3 separate regions of the Mus musculus genome follow, and regions 1 and 3 are each linked to region 2. A link is a contact called in public HiChIP or PLAC-seq and promoter capture Hi-C data. All regions are on one chromosome and are shown on one strand. Each heading gives the region's core, a stretch centred on a gene start, on an enhancer-like site or on the middle of the called end of the contact. The rest is flanking DNA. Distances are from core to core; before and after follow the strand shown.

Region 1 (2,700 bases), core at 26-2,525, 260 kb after region 2:
AGAACACTTCCATTGATTCTTGGAGGCATCTGTTGGGGCTCAGGAGTCACCCCACAAACCACACAAAGACCAATCTCAGTCAGACAGGAATAGATTATTAAACATACACACCAAGAAATTCTACAACCATGAGCTTCACTTAGGGCCCGTCATAAAGTTCATATGAACGGTTTTGTCTAAAATAGCTTGAGTCCGGGCTGACCAGCAGGGAGCACTTCCTGCACCCGTGTATGAGCTCACTGTGGATTTTGCAGTGTTAGCCTTTATAAGCTGGCCCTAAGAAATGTTAGAGGTAGTAGCTTTCAGCTTCTGAGGTCTAAGCTATATCCCCTAGAGTGTATATTCAATAAACTATCCTTGCAACTCCAGAAGCCCAATAGCATCAACCCAAGGACATAGAGGGCTGACATAAAGCTATAATATTGTATTGAAAATAGGCAAAGAATTTTGTGTACTTCCTGTCTCAACCACTCCATCACAGAGTGAAAGCTACCAGTTCTGAAGTAAGTCAGTACCTGAGCCATGGTATTGAAATGATCTCAGCAGCCTGCAGGAGACAATTTATCTAGGTATTTTAAAGCTCTATAGAAACTAAAGCTGCTCTGAGTATAAATTTAGGGATATTCTGCCGTGAACTCAACTCACAGAGCAATAAAATCAGCTAAGATGCCAGGCAGTGATGGCGCACACCTTTAATCCCTGCACTCAGGAGGCAGAGGCAGGTGGATCTCTGTCAGTTCAAGGTCAGCCTGGTCTACAGAGTGAGTTCCAGGACAGGCAAGACTAAAGAAATGCTAAGATGACTCCTGCCTCCTGTGTGTCTGCTTCTTTCACTTTCACTAGTTCCATAATCCAGAATTCTATATTAAATCTCTTCTTTCTGAAAGAAATTACAATGGTTCTTTTCTAGCATTTGAACCCAAGATGCTCTAGAATAAGAAGAGACTATAATTTTACCTAGAACAAAACTTAAAAGTCTCTTATAAGTGATTAATTAGAAAAACAAAAAACCCTCTTTCTTGTTGGTGATATTTGATATTGATATTAGTAGTAGTAGGGGATTGATTCCCCCTGGCTTTGGCAGTTGGGATCAATCTAGTATACAAGGCCACTGCCGCAGACCCTGGAGGGCCTGGGGTGGGGGTGGGGTAAGAGCAAAGGTTTTCTGAGCTTTTATTTCCAGCCAGAGACTTTCACTTTTTCCAATCCACACTGTGGCCTACAAAAAACCAGCCTTGCTATCTGATGGGCGACATGCCAGGGGCTATTGTGCACAGGCCCACTGCCTGGAGCAGGAAAGGGAAGTCTCCCCAGACCAGTGACTATCAGAGGAAGCAAATGGAAACAGCAGGAGGCAGCATGACTGCTCCAGGGTATTTTCAGTTTTGTTTTTATCTTCATTTCAAAAACTGAGTCAATGAGAGGCACATCAACCGTTGAGAACAAGTGAGAGACGGACAGGCCATGATGCTGCTGAGCATATTTACTAGCAATGCCCAGGAGAGCTCCAGAAGGTGCAGAGCTCTACTATCAAAGCACAACTGACTCCACAGTCTTTGAGGGCACGCTGGTGGGAGGGATGGCAAGGGATGGGAGGGGGACTCCCAGGGGACAGCCTTTACTGATACTCCAGGCTGGCTGTGCTGCTCTAGCCACATCAAGAGGCCCAGGCAGCATCGCCGAAGCCTATCTGAAGAGCTTCCTCTGAAGGCATTCTAAATGGAAAGAGAAGTCCAGGGTTTAAGCATGAGCTGTTACAATTCGTCCCAGATTATGTCACTCTGCTAGTTTCTTTAACCCAGAGAAGCCGAGCAGAAACTGTTTGTATTCTGACTGAGGCTGAAATGCAGCCTCTCACTCTCCTCAGAGAACCCTCATCAGGAAGCTGATGCAATCAGGAAGCTGCCTCCACAGGGAGTTCTAGGGCTTTGGGTCAGTGTTAATGTGCAGGTCACTGCAAGTACAAAGAGATATTCTAAATCCTTTTCTCTTTTAGGGGACAGATGAGATAGGACAGTAATCTAATCTTTTTTCTTCTTCTTCAATAGAAAACTGGAAGCAACATTTCTTGAACTGCTAACATGGGGGATAAGGCTGTACAAAAATACTTCTCAACCTTTCTATCCCACAGACACTAGCAGCAACCTATGTTTCAGTTTTTAAGCAGGTATTATCATCATACACTTTATAATCTTACGTAGTATCACAGAATTTACTGTGAGGAGAAAAGAACCTCTGGAGTGAAGGAAGGAGACCATTTTATTTTCTCAATGTGTAATAGCAGAAACCACCTCAACCATCATGGTTTCTTGTCCCGGGACTGGAAGTTTATACTATGCAGTGTTTTGACTTTCTGCTACCAGCTATTGCTATAATAAGATTCCAGCTTTTCCCTTTTTCCCTTCATCTGAACTCACCCTCTACTTGGAGGTAGATATTTTTCTCCTTTTCACGGCATTACTGTCCTAGATTCCACAAAGCACCTCCTGCTGAAGTTCACATATCTGTGGTCTATTTGTCTTCCCTCTCTTTAGAAGCTTATTCCTCTCATTTGCTGAGATCTCTAAAATATTCTGATCATATATATGGTATACTGTATATGTGTATGATGATAGAGGCTGTGTGTGTGTGTGTGTGTATATATATATATATATATATATATGTATGTATAATACCACCCCACCCCACCCCTTAAGCCAC
Region 2 (2,925 bases), core at 420-2,919:
TTACTGGGAGGTGGTAGAGACCTCAATTCTGTGAGTGGTGGTGCAAGGAGGGGGACAGTTAGGTAGTTTCCAAGTGTGCCCTTAAGAGGATTTGGCCACCTCCCCTTCCTCTGTTTTCTGGTTACAAAGTAAGTAGTTCATTCCTTTGGCCTCAGGGCAGCTAGAAAGGCGACTGACAAGTAGACTGGGAGGGAGGCCAGGTCTATGCCTCAGAACTCTACGATATCCTTACAGTCAGTCACCCAGCCCCTACTTCCAGGAACTGCCATCCTGATCTCCACCGAGTTCCAGAGTAACAGGCGTGAGTAGTCTGGGAGGAGCAAAGGAGTCTGGGAAAGCCAGGATCCAGTACTGTCTCTCCCTCCACAGTGAGAGATCACAGTCCCTGTAAACGACCAAGGAGGTCAAAAGGGTTGCTGCCAGGCCCCACCACAAAGGATGACTCTATTTGCAGCTGCTCACTGGCTTAAAAAAAGAACAACCCCAGGCTGGAGAGATGGCTCATCGGTTAAGAGCACTGCCTGCTCTCCCAGAGGTCCTGAGTTCAAGTCCTAGCACCCACGTGATGGCTCACACCCATCTGTAATAGGATCCAGTGCCCTCTTCTGGTGTGTCTAAAGACAGCGATGACAGTGTACTCATGTATACAAGATAAATAAAAAGAAAAGATTCAGTTAATAATTAAAAAAAAAAAGCAAACAAGCTGTGTAAACCCTGTGCTTGTTGGATTTTCCCCTTGCCAAACATGCAGTCTTGGGCTCTTCCAAAGGAAAGAGTGTATCCTCCCTCCTAGTCTCCAGTTGAGCTCACTGGTTTTATTTAGCCGTGAAATAGAAAAGGGGCTGGGCGTGGTCATACTTGCCTTTAATCGCAGCACTCCAGAGGCAGGCAGATCTCTGTGAGTTTAAAGGTCAGCCTGATCTACATAGCCAGTTCCAGGTCAGCCAGGGCTGTGTAGTAAGATCTTGTCTGGGGGGGGGGGGAGAAAAAAGGGGGTGGGGTGGGGGAGGCTGAGGCAAGAGGATTGCCAGGAGGAGTTCAAGTCCAGCCTGGTCCTCATAGGCACCTCCTGCATGTCTGCATGTCCTCTTCTCAGCTTTTCAGTTCCTGGATGTTTATGGATGTGTTCTTTTACGTCTATATTATTCTCCTTAAAAACAGTCCCTCGGGGGCCTAGAGAGAGAGCATACTGGTTTCCAGAGGAACCCAATTCAGTTCCCAGCACCCACATGGCATATTCCACAGTCACTCGTAACTCCAGTTCCAGGGGGACCCAATACCTTCTTCTGGCTTCTGTGAGCACCTGGACTCATGTATACATACCCTTATGCAGACAAAACACATAGACAAATAAATAAAACTAAGATTACCAAACTGCCTGGTGACTCACACCCTTCGGAGGCTTGAGGCAGGATTGCCATGAGGTCTAAACTTACCTAGGCTATCCAGTGAATTTCAGGCCAGCCTGGACTACAGGGTGAAATCCTTTCTCAAAACACAGTTTCTCAGGGACTCGTCTGCATCCCAATCCACTTTTGAACACAAAGGAACGTTGGGGCAGCCACCCAGCCCAGAGATGTAATTCTCATGCCTTTTAGAGAAGGTGGTGGCAGGATGCTTACTTTCTCCACCACTAGATGGCACTCATGTGCTGTCCATCCCCAGATCTCCTGCAGTGGCTTGTTCTTAGTGTGGCCACTCGCATGACCAGCCTGAATGCTGATCTGACTCCTCACCCTGCAGTGGGATTCCCCTGAAATGAGGCTGGGGTCCAGACCAAGGGAGACAAAGAGACCTAGCTTTCCTTTTTCTTTTCAAACGGTTTTTATTTAGTTTGTTTTTATGTATGTGGGTGTTTTGTCTGTATACCACATATATGAAATAACCACAGAGGTCAGAAGAGGGTGTCAGATCCCAATGGGACTAGTGTTACAGTTGTGATCCAGTGAGTGCTCTTAACCACTGAACCATCTTTCCCCCCAGGGACCCAGCTTTCTAAACCCAACTCCTTCGTCGGCTGATAGGTTTTTTAATAACCCCATAGCCACAAGCTTTCCCATTACAAGTTAACATTGGCCAGAATATATGCCACCCCTGTCCCTTGAAGAGTGAAGGTGATCCTGGAACTGGGCATTCCAAGAACCCCTGCAACAGTACAGGTGCCACTGTGTCCTTGAACAGAGGCTACGAGGACACAGATACCAACTGGAGCTACCAATCTCCGTTGTGTGCCTCTATTTACAAACTCTTGTTCGATGGTTTTACAAATTATCTGTGTAACCCAGGATTCCAGACTGACCCACAGCCTCTTATTTGGGCTCTCGGCCAATGAGTTTCCAGTTTACTGTGAAACTCTAGCCTTCTCCGTCCTGATCAACACCTTACTCTGCTTTCTGCATGTGGTTCGTTGGATATTATTTACTTAGCTCTTCTTCACTCTGCTAAAACAACGTATACACCTGTCACCTCTTACACCGGCTGGTTTTGTGTGTCAACTTGACACAAGTTAGAGTCATCAGAGAGAAGGAGCCTCAGTTGAGAAAATGCCTCCGTGAGATCCAGCTGTAAGGCATTTTCTTTATTACTGATCAGTGGGGGAGGGCCCAGCCCATGGTGGGTGGTGTCATCCCTGGACTAGTGGTCCTGGGTTCTATAAGAACACAGGCTGAGCAAGCCAGGAGAAGCAAGCCAGGAAGCCACACCCTCCATGGCCTGTGCATCAGCTCCTGCTTCCAGGTTCCAGCCCTGCTTGAGTTCCTGTCCTGACTTCCTCCAATGATGGATTATGATCTGGAAGTGTTAACGCTGAATAAACCCTTTCCTCCCCAACTTGCTTTTTGGTCGTGGTGTTTCATCACAGCAATAGAAACCTTAATTAAGATACTTCTCTACCCACCAAGGGAAAAGAGGGTGGGGGATCAACTC
Region 3 (2,700 bases), core at 66-2,565, 380 kb after region 2:
GGGAGGGAAAGTGGAGCAAGAGGCTGTTCTATACCAGTACCAATAGCTGGCTCAGCCCAATCTCAAGTCCCTTAGAAGACATAACATGCAATTCTCATTGCTTCTCTCTAATACTAAGGAAACCAAGGCCCAGAGTGGGGATAGAAGTGGTCCAGGCTCTTTGGCTCTTAGGTCAGACCCTTCCCCCAGGGCACTCCATGATAGACAAGAAAGGTAGCCTACAGGACCCTTGGCCCAACTGAGTCTCACCATCCTTGCGATAGTAGAGGATGTCCACCTTGCACTCTTCAGCCCCAAGCAGGGCCTGCGCCAGGCGGGACACAGCACTGCTCGGAGTGTTCGGGCCAGTGAGGAAGTCACAGGTACAGGGTCGCTGCATCACCTCCACACGGGAGTAGCCGAAGAGTTCGCAGAAGCCATCATTGCAGTAGATGATGGCACAGTTCTCCATCTGTGCATTGGCAATCAGGAACTTACGACCTGGGGTGGGAAGAAAAAGGTAGGAAGACCGTGGCAGCCAGGAGTGGGTAGTTGGGAGAGAAAGATTACAGGGACCGGTGGCAGCCAAGGAGGGGATTTATACACAGGAGCAGGCAGGGGCCAGAATGAGGGAGGTGGAGGACAGAGCAAGGGAGGGTGGAAGAACCAAGAGTCCTGGGGAAAGGTCATTCCTTCTGGGAGCACAGAGGGGCATGAAGGAGGCAGGGAGCAGAAAAGTAGGGGTGTGGGAACCAAGCTTGGGGGCTAGGGTCAGTAGAGTGGGAGGAAGACCCCAGAACTCCTGGAATAATAGTTGGGATCCAGACCAGAAAGCAGGACTGTGACCAGGGAGTCAGACCTGCTCTGTGGGTGAAAAGAAGGAAGTCAGGCAAACCTCTAGGAGAGGCATGAATGGTCTGGAGGGGTAAGTGGGCAGTGACTGAGAGGGCAGGCCAGGGTTTGTAACACCAAGAAAACTGCTGTGAGCAGGTAGAAGAGTGGCATTATGCCCAAGACACAGCACATATGGAGGAGGTGTTGGGGACATCAAAACGAAAGATTTTGTATTCAGAATCTACCCCCCCCCCCAGCCCCCAGCCCTGCCATTTCTTTTACCCCATCAGAAGTTAGTGAAGAGTTTGGCTGCTCCTGCCATCCAACCCGTACTGCAGAGAGTCCCCCACACCCCCAAACCTCACACTTACTCTGGCCCTCAAACTTGCGGATGATGGTGTCCAAGTAAGTGTTTTGGGGAGCAACGTGGCCCCTGCGGACTGGCATCTTTCTGTAACACCACTTGCTGGGAGTGACCGGTGCCCTGGCTTCTGGCGTCTCCGTCAGTCCTGGGGCTCAGCAGCGTCGGGCTGGGGTGGGCGCCGCCCCCGGGGAGGGCTATCGGGCCCCGCCCGTCCTCCAGCGTCTGCCCTCCCCGCCCTCTCTAGTCCTCCCGCTCCCACGGCTCAGCGCTCCTCCTCCTTCCACGAGGCTTGCGCCCGGGAGCTGTCCGCGTCGTGGTGCTGAAATAAGCCAAGGGACGTGACAGGCAGACGGGGTTGGGGTTGGGGTTGGGGGTCAGGACAAGAGCAAATTCTGATCCATAAGGGGCTCTGAATCCTAGAGAGAGGGGCAGGGGTCCTGAACCTGGGATACTCTGAAGAACTTCTGCTCATGTCCAAATAGACAGAGACCTCAGCATCTCTTTGGACCCCTTTTGATACTGAAGTAGTTTTCCAGGCAGAGGAGGGCAGAAGTTGTTAGGGGCTTCAGATAGTTTTTTGTTGAAGGCTGTCTTCAGGGATTTACCGCTGGGACTGACTGTGGCAATGGGGCACTTAGGCCCCTTGCCCACAAATGGCCGCCACCTATTAGCAAGTGACCACTGGTAAAAGTGTCTGTGTACTGATTAAAAATGAACACACTTAGAAAAAGCAAATTGGGGTGGGGTGAAGTTTATTGAAAAAAAGGGGGGTTTTCTGAGAGGAGAAAAGAAGGGCCACAGTTCATTAAGCACCTTGGTGGACTTGGAACTTTGCAGAGGGTCCCAAGACCAATTTTGAGCCACATTTTAGTAGCAAGCATTCAAAATGAAACATGCACCTTCGGAAAAGGCCCAAGGGTGGTGTCAATGCAGAGGGGCTGAACTGGCCAATGGAGGAGGTGAAAATGCAGGAGAAAAAAATGACAAGCAGCATCCAGTGCTAGTTTGAACATCCAGATTTAATTGATGGACAGCTACGTTTTTAAGAAGTCTGAGGTTCGGAAGGAAATTTGAAGGCCTTTGAAGCAAATATTCTGGCAGAAATATAAACTTTACAAAGTGGATGGGGGGGTGGAGGGGGTGGCCAAGGAGGCTCAGTGAGGTTTCCACTGAAGTCCAGGTGAGAGGCTTAGAGTCCTGGGCGGGATGTGTCCTTGCCACAATACCTGGTGGGGGACCTTGGCCACAGTGGTTGAGAGATGAGAGGGCTGCCAAGTGTGGTTTCCTGGGGGGGCAGAGATGTCTTGGCTGTCCCTGAATGTGGGGAGCAGGCTGGCTGTGGAAGAGAAGTGGGGACAGTATTTCCTATCCAGTCAGTAGCATGGGCTTACGCAGTAAGACATTCATTCATTTGCTTATTCATTCAAGCATTTTTCTGGTCTCCACATTACAAAGAGTAATCCCGACGCATGTTGAGCCTTATGGACCTAACATCTAGTAATGAGGACAAACAACGGCATTAT

What was found. Promoter capture Hi-C pulls out the DNA fragments that hold promoters and counts their contacts. HiChIP or PLAC-seq counts read pairs in DNA pulled down with a chosen protein or histone mark.
Region 1: an H3K27ac HiChIP or PLAC-seq map of large pre-B cells shows a contact between it and region 2, with 2.4 times the contacts expected there. The contact joins two enhancer-like sites. A contact is called at or near these places in 2 of 39 promoter capture datasets (the C10 cell line and second pharyngeal arch cranial neural crest), 2 of 484 Hi-C or Micro-C datasets (LSK cells and peritoneal macrophages), 3 of 115 datasets of contacts at active chromatin or transcription factors (large pre-B cells, memory CD8 T cells and pro-B cells) and 2 of 9 other capture datasets (liver and pancreatic islet).
Region 3: a contact with region 2 is called in a promoter capture Hi-C map of pre-B cells, with 2.2 times the contacts expected there. The contact joins the promoter of Kcnh6 here to the enhancer-like site in region 2. A contact is called at or near these places in 12 of 39 promoter capture datasets (the 3T3-L1 cell line, 3T3-L1-derived adipocytes, the C10 cell line and 9 more), 2 of 15 datasets of contacts at CTCF or cohesin (large pre-B cells and pro-B cells), 13 of 484 Hi-C or Micro-C datasets (CD8 T cells, extraembryonic endoderm stem cells, forebrain and 6 more), 6 of 115 datasets of contacts at active chromatin or transcription factors (T-cell acute lymphoblastic leukemia, double positive thymocytes, embryonic stem cells and 3 more) and 3 of 9 other capture datasets (adipose tissue, embryonic stem cells and liver).

Annotation. Positions count from the first base shown.
Region 1 is chr11:106,133,961-106,136,660 of GRCm38.p6, reverse strand. The region is part of intron 6 of Map3k3 (mitogen-activated protein kinase kinase kinase 3); the gene reads right to left. Among named protein-coding and RNA genes, the nearest start is that of Gm10840, 24 kb to the left of the region's middle. Within about 2 kb of position 1,275, at least 242 of the 459 cell types and tissues checked have an H3K27ac peak or open chromatin away from gene starts, as enhancers often do. A contact at or near this core is called in liver and pro-B cells, where this site is marked.
Region 2 is chr11:106,390,750-106,393,674 of GRCm38.p6, reverse strand. No RefSeq gene overlaps it. Among named protein-coding and RNA genes, the nearest start is that of Icam2, 9.4 kb to the right of the region's middle. Within about 2 kb of position 1,669, at least 30 of the 459 cell types and tissues checked have an H3K27ac peak or open chromatin away from gene starts, as enhancers often do. A contact at or near this core is called in liver, pre-B cells, pro-B cells and 2 more, where this site is marked.
Region 3 is chr11:106,006,763-106,009,462 of GRCm38.p6, reverse strand. Kcnh6 (potassium voltage-gated channel, subfamily H (eag-related), member 6) reads right to left here and starts at 1,315. Exons shown (of 13, transcript NM_001037712.2): 1 at 1,185-1,315; 2 at 250-480. The coding sequence starts at 1,260. Ace3 (angiotensin I converting enzyme (peptidyl-dipeptidase A) 3) reads right to left here. Exons shown (of 15, transcript NM_001101453.3): 15 at 1,913-2,513. The region is part of intron 2 of Gm35971 (a long non-coding RNA gene); the gene reads left to right.